2 separate regions of the Cricetulus griseus genome follow, and region 1 is linked to region 2. Evidence: chromatin contacts called from public Hi-C data. All regions are on one chromosome and are shown on one strand. Each heading gives the region's core, a stretch centred on a gene start, on an enhancer-like site or on the middle of the called end of the contact. The rest is flanking DNA. Distances are from core to core; before and after follow the strand shown.

The links. A called contact is a pair of places that touch in the nucleus more often than the background predicts.
Region 1: a contact with region 2 is called in a Hi-C map of fibroblasts, with 2.1 times the contacts expected there. The contact joins the enhancer-like site here to the promoter of Itch in region 2. A contact is called at or near these places in 2 of 8 Hi-C or Micro-C datasets (the CHK-Q cell line and fibroblasts).

Annotation. Positions count from the first base shown.
Region 1 is chr6:24,520,687-24,524,143 of CriGri-PICRH-1.0, forward strand. No RefSeq gene overlaps it. Among named protein-coding and RNA genes, the nearest start is that of Ahcy, 12 kb to the right of the region's middle. Within about 2 kb of position 1,900, at least 3 of the 6 cell types and tissues checked have open chromatin away from gene starts, as enhancers often do. A contact at or near this core is called in fibroblasts, where this site is marked.
Region 2 is chr6:24,483,516-24,486,839 of CriGri-PICRH-1.0, forward strand. It overlaps Itch (E3 ubiquitin-protein ligase Itchy homolog), which reads right to left and starts at 1,889. Exons shown (of 26, transcript XR_003486471.2): 1 at 1,769-1,889.

The DNA of each region.
Region 1 (3,457 bases), core at 650-3,149, 37 kb after region 2:
CCAGAGCTCCATAGTGAAACTCTGCCTCAACACGCTCAAACAACAACAAAAACCCATGCATGGCCAGTGCTCCTGTAAACCCAACACTCTGAGGGTGGAGAGTCAGAGGGTCTCTGGGGCTTGCTGACTGCCATCTGAGCCCAAACCTGGAAGAGTGCCAAGCAAAGTGAGAGACCTTGTCTCCAGGGAATAAAGTAGAGACTGATAGAAGAAGACATCAGATTTCTTCCTCTGGTCTCCAGTGCGTGCATACTGCACACACACACACACACACACACACACACACACACACACACACACACACACACACACACACACCAAACAAAACAAACCAACAGAAACACAGAAACAAGCATCAAATCCCTTTGGAGTTACAGATGATTGTGAACCATCATGAAGGTGCTGGGAACCTGACCCAGGTCTTTTGGAAGAGCAGCCAGTGCTCTTAACTGCTGAGTCATCTCTGCAGCCCCTGCAGAACTGGATTTTGAACTTCTTTTCCTTCTGACCTTCCTCTGCCACCACAGTGAGCTCTGGACTGCTAGGTTGATGAGGTCAGGTGGTGTTGCTTGGCCACCACATACTCATTCCAGATAAGGTGAGTGAGTCTAGGGACCAAGCTCTGGACTTGGGTCTGGCAGACAAAGTGCTCTGGGGTGCTCAGCTGTCATATTTTCATGGATCCTAGGACCTGCATCACCCACACTGGGGAACAGGCAGGACCCATATGCAGTGCAGGCCTGGAATGCTACCATGTCGTCTCTCAGACAACCTGTCCAGCGTGGCTTTGTATTTCCCTGTTGGAGGGAGGCTAGAGGCTCTGTACTAAATAGAAGCTCAAAAATCCTATAGACAGGGCCATCAAGATGGTTCAGTGACAACCTGATAACCGGGGTTCAAGTCCTGAGACCTGCAAGTTGTTCTCTGACCTGCACTTACTTTTCACAACCCTGCCACGAGTAAGTAATTTCGGAAAAACCCTCTATAGAGGGGTTTCATGGGACTCCCCTCAACAATAATGATTCAAAATGGAATACCAAGTATGTATGGGGCACTAAAGAATTTACATTCATCATTTCATTTACTTACTCAGCAGCACTAGGGGTCTACACTACTGTCCTTTATCCAAAGGTGGAAATGAACCCAGAGAGTCCACCTCTGCTTTAGACCTGGAAAAAAATGACTTGTGGCAGGTGGAATGGCTCCTGAAAGACAGATTTGCATTTGGGCTAGCATGGATCCCTAGTATAGCCAAGAAAGAAAAGTATATGGGCATGCTCAGAGGGCAGCTTCATCCTTATGCTGTATGATCCTGGCTCTGGCCACTTGAGAAGAGGTTATGAACACCTTCCTGGATGCGTGGATTTAAGGAGACCGCCGATGTTTGCATTTCGGGATCCAGGTCTTCTGGATGACCTTTCAGTGTCCTTCTCCACGGCCTTTTGTTACCCTTTCTCCACTTCACAGCTTTGCTCTATTAGAAAGGGGAAACTGAAATATGAATTATTAACGCAACCCTGTTATCACGAGATCCTGTTAGATAGACAAGGGACAAAAGAAAACTGGCAGATTTAGATGCGGGATCCAACCCTCTCTCATCATTTTTGCCTTAGGGGACACACCCCAGGCTTACTTCCTTCTCTTTGTTCTTCCAGGTCAATGCTTCAGTCTTTACTTCCTCTGGAAGAAGCAACTACAAGGCACCCAGGCACCCTGTGTGGAATGAATGCCAGATGTGCACCTCCACTAGCAGGGCCTGGAGATTTACCTCTTTCTCAGAGTGCCGCCCTTATGACAACACTTCCTCACAGTTGCTTAAAGCAAAACCACAGCTCATGGGTGATTCACAGCCCAGGAGGCTCTGGAATCCTAGGGTTAGAACTTGGCATGACATAGCAAGTCTCACTGTAGCCTCCATCAACTTAGCTTTCTTTACGGGAAGTGGTGGCAAGAGACAGAACAAGCGACACTGAATCACCAGTCACCAGTTAGCTTCCTCCTTGTCTACCCATGACTCCCCACTTCCCAGCAGTGTTAGATTTCTAGGGCTGCCAAGATAAAGCCCACAGCCCTGGTGATTTAAAATAGCAGAAATTTATACCTTCACGTTTTTTTTTTCTTTTTCCTTTTTTTAAAAGAGGGTTTCTTTGTATAGCCTTGACTTACTAGAACTCACTCTGTAGACCAGGCTGGCCTCAAACTCACAGAGATCCACCTGCCTCTGTCTCTTTAACCCTGAGTGCTGGGATTAAAGGCATGAGCCACCATTGCCCACTACCTTCACGTTTCTTGAGACTGTAAGTCCACAATCATGTGTAGGAGTAGTATAGTGTCCCAAGGTTCTCTCCTAGTTCTGGCGACTGTTGGCAGGCCTTGGTGTTACTTTTTGGTTCTGAAATGTCCCCGGTGAGCTCTGCAGGCAACAGGCATGCACATGGTATACAGATAGACAAAACGCCTGTATACATTAAATAAAAAACAAACAAACAAACAAACAAAACCTAAATTAAAGGCCAGGGATGGAAGTTCATGCCTATAATACCAGCACCAGGGAGGCAGAAACAGACCCCAGGACTTGCTGGCTGGCCAGAAAAGCTGAATTAGCAAGCTCCTGGTTCAGTGAGAAACCCTATCTGGGCTGGAGAGATTGCTCAGTGGTTAAGAGCACTGACTATTCTTGCAGAAGTCCTGAGTTCAGTTCCCAGTATCCATATGGTGGCTCACAACCACCTTGAATGAGGTCTGGTACCCTCTGCTTGCATGCAGGCAGAAGACATAATAAACAAATAAAATCTTAAAAAAAAAAAAAAAACCCTAATCCAAAAAAAAAAAAAAAAAGCGAGGGAATTGATGAGCTTCACAAGTAGCTGATATAGTTGGCATTCTTTGCCTGTGGATGCATAACTCCAACCTCCCTCTGTCTTCTTCACTGTGTGACTCTTCCTTTTTCTTCTCTTATAAGGACATTTAAATTGGATTTAGGTTTTTTTCTCCCAGGTAAAGTCACAGTCACAAATGCTAGAAGCATCTTTAGGCAGAGGCCCACCATTGAACTCACAACACCATCCCTGCCTGTATTTCCAGAGCAAGTCTAGAAATCATCTTGGTTCCTGGAAATTGGTATTAGCAGTGGTTCCCCATACAGGGTCTCATTTATCCTACTTTGAGATTTGATTGAGCAGGCTCCCCTTTGTCAGAGAAGGAGCAAAAAATGAGAGGTGACTTGCTGGTAACAAGAGTGACAGCCAACAAGAAGATAGGCAAATCATACTAACACAAGGAATTCTGCAATATGGTGACATCTGGTACAGGAGCAAAGAGCTCCATTGGTACCATGCAAATGAGAGTGCCATCCTGTGTTCATCAAGATGATTCTGGGCCACAGAGAGAACTGTAGGGCACACGAGCCAGTCAAAGATGGCACTGAGGAGAAGTCAGATGGGTGAGTATTGAGTGG
Region 2 (3,324 bases), core at 639-3,138:
CCCAGCACCTGGGAGGGATCTCTGTCTCCATACAGAGTGAGTTCCAGGACAGCCAGGGCTATACAGAGAAACTCTGTCCACCCCCGCCCCCCAAAAAAAATTCTGGTTCAGCAGAATAGATCATTAAGTAAAGGCATTTGCTATGCAAGCCTGTTGATCTGAGTTTGATCCCTGGAAGCCACAGGGTAAAAGGAGGAAACACTCTTGAGGGTTACCTTCTGACCTCCAACTCGAGTCATGGCGCTCACACACACAAATCAACAAATCTAAAATTTCTCCTGTGCCTATCGTGTTGGCATGTACCTGTAACTGAAGCACTCAGGAGGCAGAGACAGGAAGATACAATTAAGTGGGATGCCAGTCTAAGTTTACACAGTGTATTCCAGAGCTATACAGCAAGATCTTGTCTCAAAATAAAATAAAAACAACTCTAGAATACATGCTTTTGGTTTCACATTATATCCTTGTTGAGGTCTATTCTAAAGTCTGAATTCATGAGCTCACACACAAAGTACACTAACTATTCAAGGAGAATTGCATCTTTTCTAAAACCCGGAAAAATTAAGCCTTAAGTAAACCTGTGATATGCAAGGCTGAATCTCATCAAATTTGCCACCGCCCCCCAGAAAAAAACTTTATTTCAGATGAGAACCAAACCAGTTGCCAACCCTGAGAGTGAACACACATGGCCTTTACCTATTTTCATAAGATCTCACCGATCCAGGAGAAGCAGCACACTTAAGAGCACAATGATGGGTGGCTAGGTTGTGTTCTGTAACTTTGAAGGGAAAAAAACCAAAACTCTTCACTCTTTTCTCCACACTCCTCCCTTCAGCCAAGTTCACTACAACAGCTAGAGCGAAGCAGAAAATTCAAGATTAGGAGGATTCTAACACAACCAAGAAAAACAAGTGACTGGGGAACCGTCAGCTTCGGGTACTGCGAAAGTTCACCTGGTCACAGACCTAACTTTAGGCCCAATGCCTACCTCGGGTGCACTGACCCTTATTTTCCTCTTTTGAAGTTGCAGCCCAGAGAACCATGTCTGAAAACTCGAGTCTTCTACTTTAAAGCCATGTCTTCGAGGCTTCGACCCTTCACATACGCTCACCTCTACTTTTTTCTTTGCTAAAGAAAAGTACGCTCTTGAAAGGAAAGACAGTGACAGCTCCACGTCCGCAAAAGTCGGCGGCGCCGGCCTGGGCCGAGACCACCATGAGTGGGGACAATGGGAGGAGGAGGGGAGTGAAAGACTAGAAGGGGAGGCAGGCTACGGGAGAAGGTCCTCCGCGAGTGGGAGCCTGGAAAAGTCTCGGGAGAGCTTGCCAGGTGGCAGGTGGGCCCGGCCGCCGCCCCTCAAAGGGCCACGTCGCTCGGGCGGGCCGCTGCCACCGGGCCCCGCGCGTAGGCCGAGCCGCGGGAGAGGAGCCCCCCGGCGCGACAGCGGGGCTCGGGGCTGGACCCTGCCCACGTCCGCCTCGGCTCGGCTCTCTTCCAACTTGGGGTTCGCGGGGCCACGGGCTCCGGGCGCCTGCGCCAGGCACTAGCAGCCCGGCTCGTCCCGCTGACCCACCCTCCGCCCGGCTCGGGCCACCAGCCGGAGCTCCGGGCGCCCCCCACGGACACCGGCTGCGCGAAGAGCAGCCTCGGCTCTGGGTTCCGACTCGCGCGCCGCACTCTTCTACCCTTCGCACTCTCCGTGCCTTCCCCCATGCCAAGCTCCCTCCTAACCACAGAACTGCCCCCCAGTCGGCCCGCGGGTGTTTACCGGGACTCGGGGCGGCGACGACTCCTCAGTCCCTCCACTAAGATGGCAGCCGGTCCCGAGCCCCGACTACAGCGACTAGAGCGAGCTCGCAACCAGTGCGCAGGCGCGTCCCCTAAGGCGCAGTCGGGACTACAGACCCCAGCAGCCCTTGCGCGCCAGCCTGCTACAGCATTTTCCTCACCTTCAGGTGAAGTGGACCCAGTCTCCACATCTCCAGAGTTTTTGTTTTTGTTTTGTTTTGTTTTTAATTTTCTTCCTTCTTTTTCTTCCCTTCTTCCTTTTTTCATTCCTTTCTTCCTTTTTTTAACACTTCTCCTCACCACCCTCTACCCCACCCTACCCCACTCCCACTCCCCACCCCCGCCAAAACCTCTAAAGACTGTTCCCAAACTCTAGCGTGCCTTAGAATTCCTCGAACAGCTTTGAAAAACAGACTTTTGAGCCCCCACCGCCAGTTTCTGACTCAGTGGATCTGGGATGGGGTGGGGAGTGTTTTATAATTTGCATTTTTAACAAGTTCCCTAGCGATACTACTGACAGCAGGGATCACAATTCCGCAATCACTGAGCCAGTTCTATCTTTCTGGGATTACACTGATTGGGTTCAAATTCTCTTTTCTCCACCTTTTTGACAGGGTGTTCTTGGGAGGGTGACAGCTTGACAGTGGCAGGAGTTCTAAAAAAAAAAAAATGAAAAGCATACTTCTGGATCCTTACCACAAAACTATGAGAAAAACGCCATTTGTTACCTTTTTCAGATGCTTAAATTAAGCTGTATGTAGGATAAGAAACCCAGGCAAATCCATCGAAGCCTATCCTCAACCTCCCTTGGAAGTGTTTGTGAGGATTAATAGGCTGTGCAAACAGAGGCACTACTCAAGCACTTGGTAATTACCCATCTTTGCCACTATTGTTTGGTCTCGCAAGGAAACCATCTATCCAGTCACTTACACTTTTTTGAGCACCTTTGAAACTATCATATTCTCCATTATGTGCTAGGAGAGTTTATTAAAAAAAATTCTGGGTTGGGAAGATGGCTCAGTAGGTAAGAGCATTTGCCCGCAAGCACAAGGACTTGAATTGAATCCCCAGGGTCCATGTAAAAGCAGACATAGACTCCCCCAACCCCAGCCCTGGGGGCAGAGATAGGAGCTCCCTAGTTAACCAGCCAAGACCACACAGCAAGCTTTCAGGTTCAGTGAGAAGACAAAGACAGCTGGATCTCTGGAAGTGCACAGTTAGCCAGGTCTAAAAAGAGAGTTCTAGGGGTTACATGGTAAAACCCTGGGTTTTAGGGTGTTTGGTTTGGTTTTGAAGTATTTAAAAGTCTTCTGCTCTTCCAACCAATGTTTGCCCTGTTGGGAATTATGTTGTAAGGTAGGGATGTTGTTCACTGGTAGAGCACTTGCCTAGCATTGATGAGGCCCAAGATTCTATTCCCAGTATTGAGAGAGTGGTGTGCTCTAGGGGAATCTGGGCTTTCTAACTAGCATCCTAGATGATTCTAGTCACCAGGCATACTATAAAATATTAAGTGTTTTATTACTTTATACAGAG